2 separate regions of the Mus musculus genome follow, and region 2 is linked to region 1. The links are chromatin contacts, called in public ChIA-PET maps. All regions are on one chromosome and are shown on one strand. Each heading gives the region's core, a stretch centred on a gene start, on an enhancer-like site or on the middle of the called end of the contact. The rest is flanking DNA. Distances are from core to core; before and after follow the strand shown.

What was found. ChIA-PET counts read pairs in DNA pulled down with a chosen protein or histone mark.
Region 2: a contact with region 1 is called in an RNA polymerase II ChIA-PET map of memory CD8 T cells, with 10 read pairs. The contact joins the enhancer-like site here to the promoter of Dtnbp1 in region 1. A contact is called at or near these places in 1 of 39 promoter capture datasets (embryonic stem cells), 1 of 15 datasets of contacts at CTCF or cohesin (the NIH/3T3 cell line), 1 of 484 Hi-C or Micro-C datasets (bone marrow-derived macrophages), 15 of 115 datasets of contacts at active chromatin or transcription factors (the 230-238 cell line, bone marrow-derived macrophages, effector CD8 T cells and 11 more) and 3 of 9 other capture datasets (adipose tissue, macrophages and pancreatic islet).

What each region holds. Positions count from the first base shown.
Region 1 is chr13:44,999,204-45,004,786 of GRCm38.p6, reverse strand. Dtnbp1 (dystrobrevin binding protein 1) reads left to right here and starts at 2,691. Exons shown (of 10, transcript NM_025772.4): 1 at 2,691-2,870. The coding sequence starts at 2,815.
Region 2 is chr13:45,411,854-45,417,436 of GRCm38.p6, reverse strand. Mylip (myosin regulatory light chain interacting protein) reads right to left here. Exons shown (of 7, transcript NM_153789.3): 7 at 5,497-5,583. Among named protein-coding and RNA genes, the nearest start is that of Mylip, 25 kb to the right of the region's middle. Within about 2 kb of position 3,431, at least 25 of the 459 cell types and tissues checked have an H3K27ac peak or open chromatin away from gene starts, as enhancers often do. A contact at or near this core is called in memory CD8 T cells, where this site is marked.

The DNA.
Region 1 (5,583 bases), core at 1,442-3,941:
CTGGAGAATTAGGATTGGTAGAAAGTGTGCCTCTATCCACTCCACTGAGCCATCTTGCCAAACCGTCTAATTTCATTTTTTTAAAACTTCATTTTGGGGCTGAGATGGCTCAGTGGGTAAGAGCACTGACTGCTCTTCTGAAGGTCCTGAGTTCAAATCGCAGCAACCACATGGCTCACAAGTATCTGTAATGAGATCGGGTGCCCTCTCCTGGTGCGTCTGAAGACAGCTACGATATACTTATGTCTAATAATAAATAAATATTTGGAAAAAACTTTTTAAAATATAAATTTTCACTTTAAATGTTTTCACATGTATTAAACCTGGCTAAGGGAGCCCATTAAACACCGTGAAATACAAACCCAAAATGCAAATAAACAGTGGCAGTCAACATAGATATAATTGGCCTGAGTTTGTGAAGCTGTGGTTTTTTTCTCAATAACTTGAAACTATTTTTTGTATGTTTTGATGTTATGCTAAAATTCCTTACTTAGAATTACCTCAGTAAATCCATAACTTATTGTAGACTAATTCAATTGAATTAAATAAAAATAGATTTAATAGCTCCTAGTATCTTATCTGTGTTTCCCGAATTTGTTGGCTATTATGTTACGTGTGGTCACTCACTTTGCAGCAGGTACTATTCTGCATAGAAAAGCACTCAAACCGGCAGCACGGCCCATTCTTAAATGAACTGACTCAGAAATGAGATAAAAGGGGGGACAAATTGATGTGCTAGCCATTTCTTTCTCATCACGGGACTCGATACTTGAGCAGAAGCAATGTAAGGGAAGAAAGATTTATTTGGGCTCACGGTTTAAAAGGGTACAGTCCACCAGGAGAGAGAAGACACAAGAGTCCATAGCAGGAGTGTGCAGCTGAAACACCTCATGCCACCAGGAAGCCAGGAGAGACAAGAAATGGGCCAGAGCTATAAGGCAAGAGTGCCTCCCCAAAATGACACAATCTCCTAGAGATTCTACAACTTCCCAAATCAGCTCTCTAAGCTGGCACCTGTAAGAAATTAATAATAATAATAATAATAATAATAATAATAATATAATGGTTAAATTTGAAAAGTGCTTTGATGCTCATTTAGAAATGAACAGAAAACACTATATGCCTGTTGTTACCCTCTCAACTCAACAAAAGAGGTTAGAGTAGAAAATTACTAACAGCACAGCTTGCCTAAGGACCTGCAGATGTGCTAAGGTCACATGGCTGGTCAACTTTAAAATAAACGGAATGTGAAGTGCAGAGATGAACACAGTCACAGTCTTTGTTGAAAATAGACAAATATAAGCAGCAAAGGAGATGAAAAACTTAGGGGAGAAAGATGGAACCCAGATGATGCACAAGACTGGATCCTCCTGGTTATTCAAACAAAGACTAAAGGGGAAAAGGGCCCTGCTTTGGGGTTGCAAAAGCTGTTCTCGATGCTCAGCGGGCCTGCCATTCTGGGCTGGTGCCTGGCTTTGCCAAGTGGCAAAAATGAATTGCCACACTTACACTACTCCAAGTCTACGGGGCTCTTATTATGAAGTGAGGGTCCATATTTCTCACACAAGAGAGTTCAAGCATATAAATCTGTAGAAACAATTTACGTGCAAACCCTAGCAGGAAGCTAACTCCTCGATTCTATTTTGATACAGCTAATGAAACACATGACTAATATTGATAGAGAAGCTGAGCTCCTGATACTGAACCTCTTATAACCTTGACCATCTTGTCATTTAAAAAAGAGGGTGTCACCCTGGTAGCCAGTCTTAAAGCAAAATGAATCCTCATTTTGGAAGTCTGCACTCAAGGAAAAAAAAAAGCATGACTAAATATCCAACTTCCTAGCTCAGTAGTCGTCTTTCCTGAGTAGAAAAGGCTCGGAGTGTTTTAATCCCCTTTTCCACGTGGAAGGGCTGGGGATGTCACCCACTGCCAGAGTGCTTGTCTAGTATGCCACAAAGGATGCTTGAGATGTCCCGGGGACAACGCGGTGAAACAACTGAGAGGAAAGGAAGGGGGCAAGCAAAAACAGAGGAGTACCCTACAATAGATGACGGCTAGACTAGCCCAGGGAAAGTGCATAGAGAGGAGGAGGAGTCTGTGCACGTAGTTTTGGGACAGAAGGGATGAAAGGAAGAAAAAAGGTGAGCAACTGCTCTGAGGATAACTGAAAGGTTGAGAAAAGATTGACGCACAGAATAAAGAGGGTTGGCTCAGTGGGAGAGCCTTGGTATGCAAGAAACCGAGTTCCACCCCCACAAGGGGGCAGAGGAGGGGAAACATGGCTTTGGCAACATGGAGAGATGAAGGGCACAGAAATTTGACGGGGTCAGTCAAAGATCTAGAGTGGGCAAAGTAAGGGTTTGGAGACAGGTGATCATCACCGACAAACCCCAATACGGAGTACCAAAGCAGTGTTGTTATAGGGAGGCGCAGCCACCCAGGAGATTCCCGCAGCGCTCTTCCGACCTTCGAAAGCCAACCAACCCTTCAACTAAAGGATGCAGGGGCCTGAAATCATCCTTCCAAGAAGCAGTCATAACCTTGGAGAAGGCCGGCTTCCCGCCCTGTCTGCAGAGCGGGCGAGCGCGCTCGCGAAGGCCCCGCCCCTCGGCGCCGCGCGAGCCTCCCCTGAGCGCCGCACTGCGGCTGCGCCGGCCGGGCGCGCGGAGGGGGGCGGGGACGCGGAAGGCGCGGCGGCCGGGGAGGCTGCGGCGGCGGCGGCGCGGTGAAGCGAGAGCCGACGCGCGGGGCGAGGGGACGCCCGACGGCGTCCGAGGGCGCGGTGGCGCGAGGCCTGAGGGAGGGGACGCGATGCTGGAGACCCTGCGCGAGCGGCTGCTGAGCGTACAGCAGGATTTCACCTCCGGGTGAGTACGCGGTGGGCGGCCGAAAGGGCTCCCCCACGCGCGTGGGCGCGGGGCTGCCGTCCGGTCGGCGCGCGGAGACAACGAACTTCCCGGTGTCCCGGCGGCGGCACCGAGTCACTTTGGTCGCAGCGGGAGGGATGCCCTCCTGCCCTGTCGCGGGGCAGCTCTGCTTGACGGGGCAGGATGGTCACGTGAGAGGCTGTGTCCTCTGCTCTGGAAGCCCGCCGGCCTACCCCGGGGCAGGACTCACGGGCCCCCGCCTTCCCCTCCTCTTTCAGCGGGGACACCGGGCCATTCGGCCCGATCCTTGACCACCCCTTCTCCGGCCTTCTCTGCCTTTACCCTGGTTTAACACCGTGACGGAGGAGCTGGGCCCAGAGGGACAGAACTGGAGCGGAGCTGTTCACACCCGGAGTTGCCTAAACTTTGGACGCCCCCGGGAACCTTTCGCAATCTCCTGGCTCTCGCCCTCTCTGAGCTTGGGTTAAGCTGGAATGTCACGGGATTCCGATGTGCTACAAAGTCGGGGAACTTGAGTGGGTACCAGGCTGCCTAAAGCACTATTGTAGGATTTTACCTCTTAACCTGACTGCGAGTTACCGGGTCTCTTGTCTCTGCTTACTGTACTGTAAGATAGTGATGGTGCTTATCTCGCTCGCAGTTTAATGGGACTATTAGTGGCTGTGTTAAATAGGCAGGAAGCACTGTTTGTATGGCTTTTCGTTTATAATTCCTTTTATTGCTTTACAAAAAGTCACGTTGTAAAGAATCTGCCATCCCTCTGGTTTGTTCAGGCTTTTGTTTTGAGACAGCGCCTCACAGATACTTTACCCTAGATCAGACTTGAACTGGTGGGAATACTCCCTGATTCAGCTGCCCCAATGCAACGTGATTTCAGGCATCCACCACCATCCCCCCCTGCTGGTCTGTCATATGTTTGGCGAATGTTCCTGATGTGAGGGCACCTTTGTCATAATGCTATACTTTAATAATTAATGGGAAAAATGACAGCCGATCTCCCATCTCGTGGAACAAAAAAACTGCTTTATACCATTTGCCTGTTGAATAGTAACAAGCTGTCAGATACTTGAAGGTGTCCAATGTATATAAAGCATTATTGATGATTTTAGTTTTGTGGTCTTGTCAATATCGATTATGGGCGCCTAAGGAATTATTCAGTGATGAGGTTTTTTCATGGTTGCTTTTTTTTTTTTAAATACAGGTTTAGGAAGAGTAACTTCTGGTTTTAAGTGTAAACTTTAAAAACTTTGGTGTATTGTTGTAATAACTTGCTTGTAGCACGAGAGTGGCCTTGACTAACACCCACTTGAATACTCTTCTGTTACTCCTTCAAGGAATTTTTGGGTGTCTCTGCAGTCCCTTTTGGTAGTTGCTAAGAGTGTAGATCACATGTATGTCTCAGAAGTCACCCCTGGGCTTGATGTTAGTTTAGGAGCGTGGATTCTGGATTGTACAGCCCCCAAAGGTTCAGAGTTTAGTTAGGGACAGAAGCTGAGGAGCTTCGGTTAGGACCCCTTGGAAATCGATGTCATAGCCTGGGGCCAGCTCAGTTAGACAAAATCCTGAGAAAATGTTGTTCTCTGTAGGATACTTAGCTGACAGACAGGTCAGCAGACTGCACCAGCATCTATTCCCCTGAAGGGAATGTAACAGACTTCAAGCTGTGTGTGTCTGCCAGTGAAAGGGCCTTGCTCCAACTGCTGAGGACCTCGGTTTCCTTCACATTCTTTATTGAGGGAACAACAAAACAACCACAACAGAATTCATCTTTCTAGCCCTCCCATGTTCCTGCCTGAGGGCTTATCTAGTCTGTTTTACATACTTGACCACTTTGGCCTTGGCTAAGAAACCAAGCACAGAAGTTGAGTACCTGTTTCTGTTGTAAACTGAGGGGTTCAGTTGAGCCATGGCAGTCACCTCCCAAGGCCATCAGAGTGATCCTGGTGTCCCTGCAGGACCCTTGGTAGGTAGAGCAAGTGTCCTCGCTCAATTTGCTCTGAGTTTGATGTGAGTCGCCTTGCTCCTAAGAGCTAGCAGGAGCCGTGTCTCTCAGATTTTATGCTCATTTCCGTTTCTGAAAATTTTATGTTGCAGGAGCCTTAACTCCAGGCAAATTCCCTTTTTAATTTCTCTTATCCATGTGTATGTGTGTCTCTGTGTATGTATATTATGTATGTGCAGGTGCCCGCAGAGGAGAGATGAGGACATGGGATCCCCTGGTACTGGAGTGACAGACAGTTGTGAGCTGCCATGTGGTTGCTGGGAACCAAACTCGAATCTTTGGAAGAACAGGTCTTCTTAACTGCTGAGACATTTCTCTATCCCCTTCCCCGAAATCGGGCTGCTTTACTGTTCTCCTAAGAGAAGGACACCTCAGTGAGTAAACCATGTCCATCCGATGTCCTCCGTGACTCTCAGGAAACTGTCATCTTGTGGAATTCAGCCGCTTCCCAAGTGCGGAAGCCTGATGCCAGCTGGCCCGGCTGACTGTAGGACCTCACCTGAGTATCCAGCCGCTCCCTGCCCCGCCTGCTGTGTTTTGTGCAGATGTAGTTGTGCTCAGCCTCCAGAGAGCGCTCCACCCCTGTCACCACATGGGAGGCCGAATCCCTCCAGGGTAAAGGCTTTCCAGATGTTGGGGAGACGTACCCACACCCCTATAGTAACACTTCACCTGTGCTCTGTAAGGAAG
Region 2 (5,583 bases), core at 2,182-4,681, 410 kb before region 1:
AAAAACTCCTCAGACATTGCTAATAATATCTTGGGGGGAGCACACTTTACAAACAGAGAGGGGGTGGGGAGGGGGAGGAGAAGGGAGAAGGGGTGAGGGGGAGGGAGAATGGGAAGGTGGGAGGAGGAGGGGTAGAGAAAGGAGAAGAGGAGAAGGAGGAATTGCCCTCAGTTAGAACCACTACCCCAGTTCTAATAGACAGCCTCATCCTAGGTGCTTAATGAATATTTGCTGAGCTAACAAAGCAATGCTCAAATTAATGAACCCCAATCCGAACGGATCCAATGCACAATGGTAAACAAACAGAGCCAACATCTTGCCGTAGCGCCTACACATTCACCAAATCAGACTTGAAGTCTTTATTCCAGCCGTGGAGGCGCCTCGGGAGCAGCCTAGGCATCTTTCTGCCTTTGTCGGGTTTTTGTGTTCTTGCTCTTGACCCCTCTGGGCACTTCCCTATCCCCATGCTTTGTGCGCCTTTCCTGTCACTCAAATTCTGAGCTTCCTTCAGGACAAAGACTCTAAGTTCTTGTGAACGCCTTCTGCCACTCGGGGACGAACACAGAAGCACTGGTATTGCTTTGGGTCTTGGTGCTATTGATTAGTGTTTTGTTTCATAAACACACATATGGACTTTCTCCTTCGCTGAAGAATAGCCTTGATGGGAAGGTTCGCCCCTACCGAGCTTTTCTTCCTGTTACCACTGCTGTGCGCTGTAAGAACAGATGTTTGGCTTTGCCCGAAGCACGCGCTGCTTTAAGTAACCGGCAGATGTGTTCAATCTGTGATCCACATTGAAGAGGCAAAAGGAGAACTCTTTAATAACTCACAGCTTTTAGAACAAAATCCATTCAAACAAATATGAAATAGAAGGAGCTTGCGAATGCTTTAGGATTTCTGTGAGAAGGCATGGGAGATGCTCCCAGTAAGAAACAGGCAAGTGCATGCGTTTTCTTTTTCTTCAATGTTTGTGCTCAAACTCTGCTTAGGATCTTTTCTACAGTAGCAAAACAGTATGGGCGTGATGTGCATGCCTGTAAAACCAGTGCTTAAGAGGACTGGGAGTTTCAAGCCAGCCTGGGATCTTGTCTCCATGAGATCTTGTCTCAAAAACACAAAATAAAAGGAACCACCACCACACAATAAACTGTGAGATTATGCAATATATGTACATACATATATACAGACACACATATATATCATGTATATGATATATGTGTGGAATCCAGGTTGAAATAAAAATCTTAAGGTGGAGGGGGACTGTCTGGGGAAAAGAAAGAGCACTCAGGGAAGAGGAAGAGGGAAGATGAGAGAGAAGTAGGAAGGAAGAGACACGAATGTGATCAAGTTACATTCCACACGTGTGTGAAAAATGTCACAGCCAGACTGGTCATTAATTAGCAACTAATATATGCTGGCGCAGTTTATTGGAAACAGACACTGCCAGTCAGTCCTCTTGGTTTCTTCGGTGCTGTAAACCCACACGCATCCTTTACAGCCCCTTGTGCAGCAACAGTAAGTACAGCACACTTTATCTCAGTGCCTGGGTTCAGGAAGCGCCGCAAACTCTGTCTTATTCTATGCAGTATTTCTTTCCCAAGCTGTTTGTGGAAATTTGGCCAGGTTTTATCTACATTCCTCATTCTCAGTGGATGGTAAGGAGACAAGCTCCCAGAATGAACTAGTCTTGGCTTTGAGTCCCTCGTCCTGTGACAGGATAATAATAAGACCGCTGTGCTAGGAGGTGGGGAAACACAATTTGCTTTCTACATATTTCTGAAACCCTCAGGAAAAGGAGGCAAGGGTTTTTCATCAAGTGTTGTCAAGTGGATCATTAGCCAGCCAGCCCTGAGTGTCATCAGCCCATTGGGCTTCAAAGGTCCTGGAAATCCCTGTTTATCTCTCTCTCTTTGCTGACCCATGTGCTCCCATCCAAACCACAGAGCCAGAACACTGCTGGGCCTATGGTGGGGTTTCATAGGCTTGGCTCTATGCTCCAGTATGTCAGCTAAGGTGAAAACAGATTCAATGTGATCACACTGGGAGGAGGGATAAAGAAAGGGGCCTGGAGACCCTAAGGGCACCTTTGGGGTAATTGTTAAGTTTCAGACCCAGGACAAGTGGCTGAGGTGCCTACTTAACCTTTCAAATTGGATCAGGCCTCCAGGTTCTCCCAGTATCCCTCAGTTCCTACCTGTTACAGCATATGGCTGACATACCCCGTCCTCTACCATGAACTTTCAAGCCCAGGGGCTAGGCTGTTCTTCCCCCAGAGGCTCTTCCTTACATAATCCAGACATTTTGGTTACCTGCCCCTTCTTTTCTTCTGCACCTTTGGCCTCCTGGCTGATGTACCGGGCTCCATTCCACTCTCTCCCTTCCCCTCCCCCTCTCACCAGGAGGTTCAGGGTCACAACCACTCTGGACTCTCCCAGATGTGTCAGCCTCTGGCTATGCTCTCCCACATCTCTATAATAAACTTTCTCCTTCACCATACTGAGGAACTGTCATGTCTTTCTCCTTCCTCCCTTCCTCCCTCCCTCCCTCCCTCCCTCCCTCCCTCCCTCCCTCCCTCCCTTCCTTCCTTCCTTCCTTCTTTCTTTTCCCCCCTCACTACTGGCATAAGCTTTGGATTTAAATAGAGGAGGAACCGAGGCAGGAAAACAGGGGTGTGCATAATCAAACATCCAATCAGTTGGTCTCTGTCTTATTCTAGTGAAGGGTTTTGAAGAAGTCCTTCCTTATGGCTGTCATGACTTAAAGGCATCAAATGGCCCCCACACGATCATTCTAGGGTACAGCCTGACTTTCATGGGTAATTATTCTCATCTTTGGGCGTGGCCTCTCTGTCTGGTGGTCTTCTGCTGTGCTGGGAATCCAAGATGACTTCTGGAGGTCAGATTAAGGACATTGATTTCTGTCTCTGTCTCTTTAGCCTGGAGACAGGGACCAAAAGAAGGCAGAGGTGCTCGGCTTTCATTTTTTAGTTATCTTGAAGGCCCAAGGGGAAAAACCAAAAACAAATGTTTGCTTTTTAACAAAACAACTTCCAAGAGCACGTTTTAGCCCCGCCTCCTCTGGGGGTACCAGCTGCTTCTTTGGTCACTTTCACATCTTTAACACAAAGGGCTTCTTTCTTTCTCAACCCGGGAAGTCCCAACCCCGGAAGTCCCGACCCCGGAAGTCTGACTCTGGCTTCTAACCAGTTCCAGGTGATTCTAAGTAGGGCCTCTGTTAGCTTTCCAGGATCCAAACAAAGCAAATTCCTTTCTGTTCCTGAGGATCCCTCCTACTGTGGTTTGGATGTAAAAAGTTCCCTTAGGTTCATATATCTGAACACTTCGTCCTCGGCCGGTGGGGCTGGCTTGAAGGACTGTGAAATCTTAAGGGAGAAAAGTCCTGCTAAAAAGAGTGGGTCTCTGAGGTTTCATAGCCTAGCCCACTTCCTGTCCAATGTCTGCTCTCTGCTGGCAGGCTCAGCACGACCAGCAACCTCATGTGCCTGCTACCATGTTTCCCTCTCCTTGATGGAGTAGATGCATCTCCTCTTAGAGTGTGTGTCCAAATAAATCCTTCTTTTCCCAGGTTGCTTCTTGACACAGGTATCTGGTCATAGCAACAAGTCACTAACCCCTTCCCCCTATGGATTCTCCTTTCAGTTGTTTTCAATCTTTATGACACGCCTCATCAAGTCTTTTCATTTGTCTTACCCTTTTTAAAAAAATCTTATTCTTTGATCATTGTGTGCACGCATGGTATGTCTGTGTGTGTACATGCCACGGGGAGCATGTGGAGGTCAGAGGACAACTTTACTGATTTCTCTCCATCCACCTTAAAAAAAAAGTATGTGTATGACTATTTTGCCTGCATGTATGTCTGTGTCTCACATGCATGTCTGGTGCATGTAGAGGCCAGAAGAGGGCATCAGATCCCCTGGAAATGGGGGATCCAATTGGTTGTAAACCACCATGTGGGTACAGGGAATCTGACCAAGGTCCTCTGCAAGAGCAGCCAGGGCTCTTAACGGCTGAGCCATCTCTCCATCCATCTTCCACTTTGTCAGTCTTTGCCTACTGAGCCATCTCTCTGGCCCACTTTCCTTGTTTTCTTCATGTCAAGACATAATCAAAACTGAGTTGTCTCTCTGCTCTCCTCTGTCTCATGTGTTAGTTGTTGTACAAGCTTTCCTGTCTTGCCAGTTCCTGCCTCTGAAGGCAGTAGAGAGTACCAAAGTCAAACCTGGAATTGAAGGTTCCCCTCACTGTTTCCCCATGCCACATATTCCTTCAGAGCCTAATTTCTTATCAGTGCATTGATATGTGAGCCTGGGCAAGACCCACTGGCTGGCTGCATTGTAGCCTTGACAGGGGCCATACGGCTTTTCCCCCATCTACAGAATACAAGTCTTGCTCAAAGGTCCTACTGAAGCATGTTTACCCTGGACCCTAAGCAGAGGTAGTCAGTATCTCCTATGCTCAGCAGTGTGTCGTCCCTTATGCTTCTAGAAAGCCAAGTAATACATGGGTTTTCATGCTGGTTGCTAAGCTTAAGTCCCTGGCCCATGGAGTACAAGCAATGTTATTTGTTGACCTGTCACTCACCCACCCATTCATCCTGGTTATCATTCTGAGACAGTCATGTACACAAACCTGAACATCACTGAACTTCCATACGGAAGCACCCATGCGTGTCACAGGCACTACACAGACACTGTAAATCCCAAAGACACCCAATACTCTGCTGCTGCTCTGGGTATGTGATAAATTGTGTCTTTGACTGTTTTTCTTTGAAAGTTCTGGGGCTCATTAACCATTGAGTTGTTGTCTAATAAATATGTTGAATAAATGAGCTGACTCCTAGAAACCAATGGGAGGCTGTGTTGGGGTCTGTCTCCCAATTGTAAAGGTATCAGTTACAGATAGTTTAAAATACTCTACCATACAAAGCATTTTCAGCATAGATGTGCACACACCAGCACAGCCCAGCAGAAGCATGCAGTAGTACTGTAGGAAGGCAGTCCCGGACACCACAGTATGTTTCTGCTGTGACTGAGCCTTGCGAGCCCCATGTGTGACCGTCATAAGCCAACTTTGCTGAGTTGGATCTTTCCTCTCCTCTTCATGTGGGTTCCATGATGACTCAGGCCATCACACTTATGTAGCAAAATCTTTTACTGGGTGAGCCACTTTGCTTCCCTCCTCCCCAAGCTATCCTTTGCATACACCATGTGTGTCACAGAATCTTGTTCACCTACCTTCAAACCTTGTATGTCCAAAAACAGATGATAGAAGACCTGGGCAGATCCTCTCAGTGAAGCCACCTTAACACCTTAAATGTCCCAACCTTGAGGTGAAGTGCTCACTCAATGGCAAAATGGCCTACGTGACAATAACCATAAGATCACAAAGGCCCAGTTTGCTTTAAAGTCTTTATTATCCTGAATATAAAAGACAGAAGTCCTCTAGGATATAACAGAGTTTTTTTTTTTTTAAATGTGGAAACATTATTTTTTTTACAAGTGAAAAAATAAATACCTCTTGGAATAAAGGCTTATATGCTAATATGTGCCATAAAAAAGTAGAG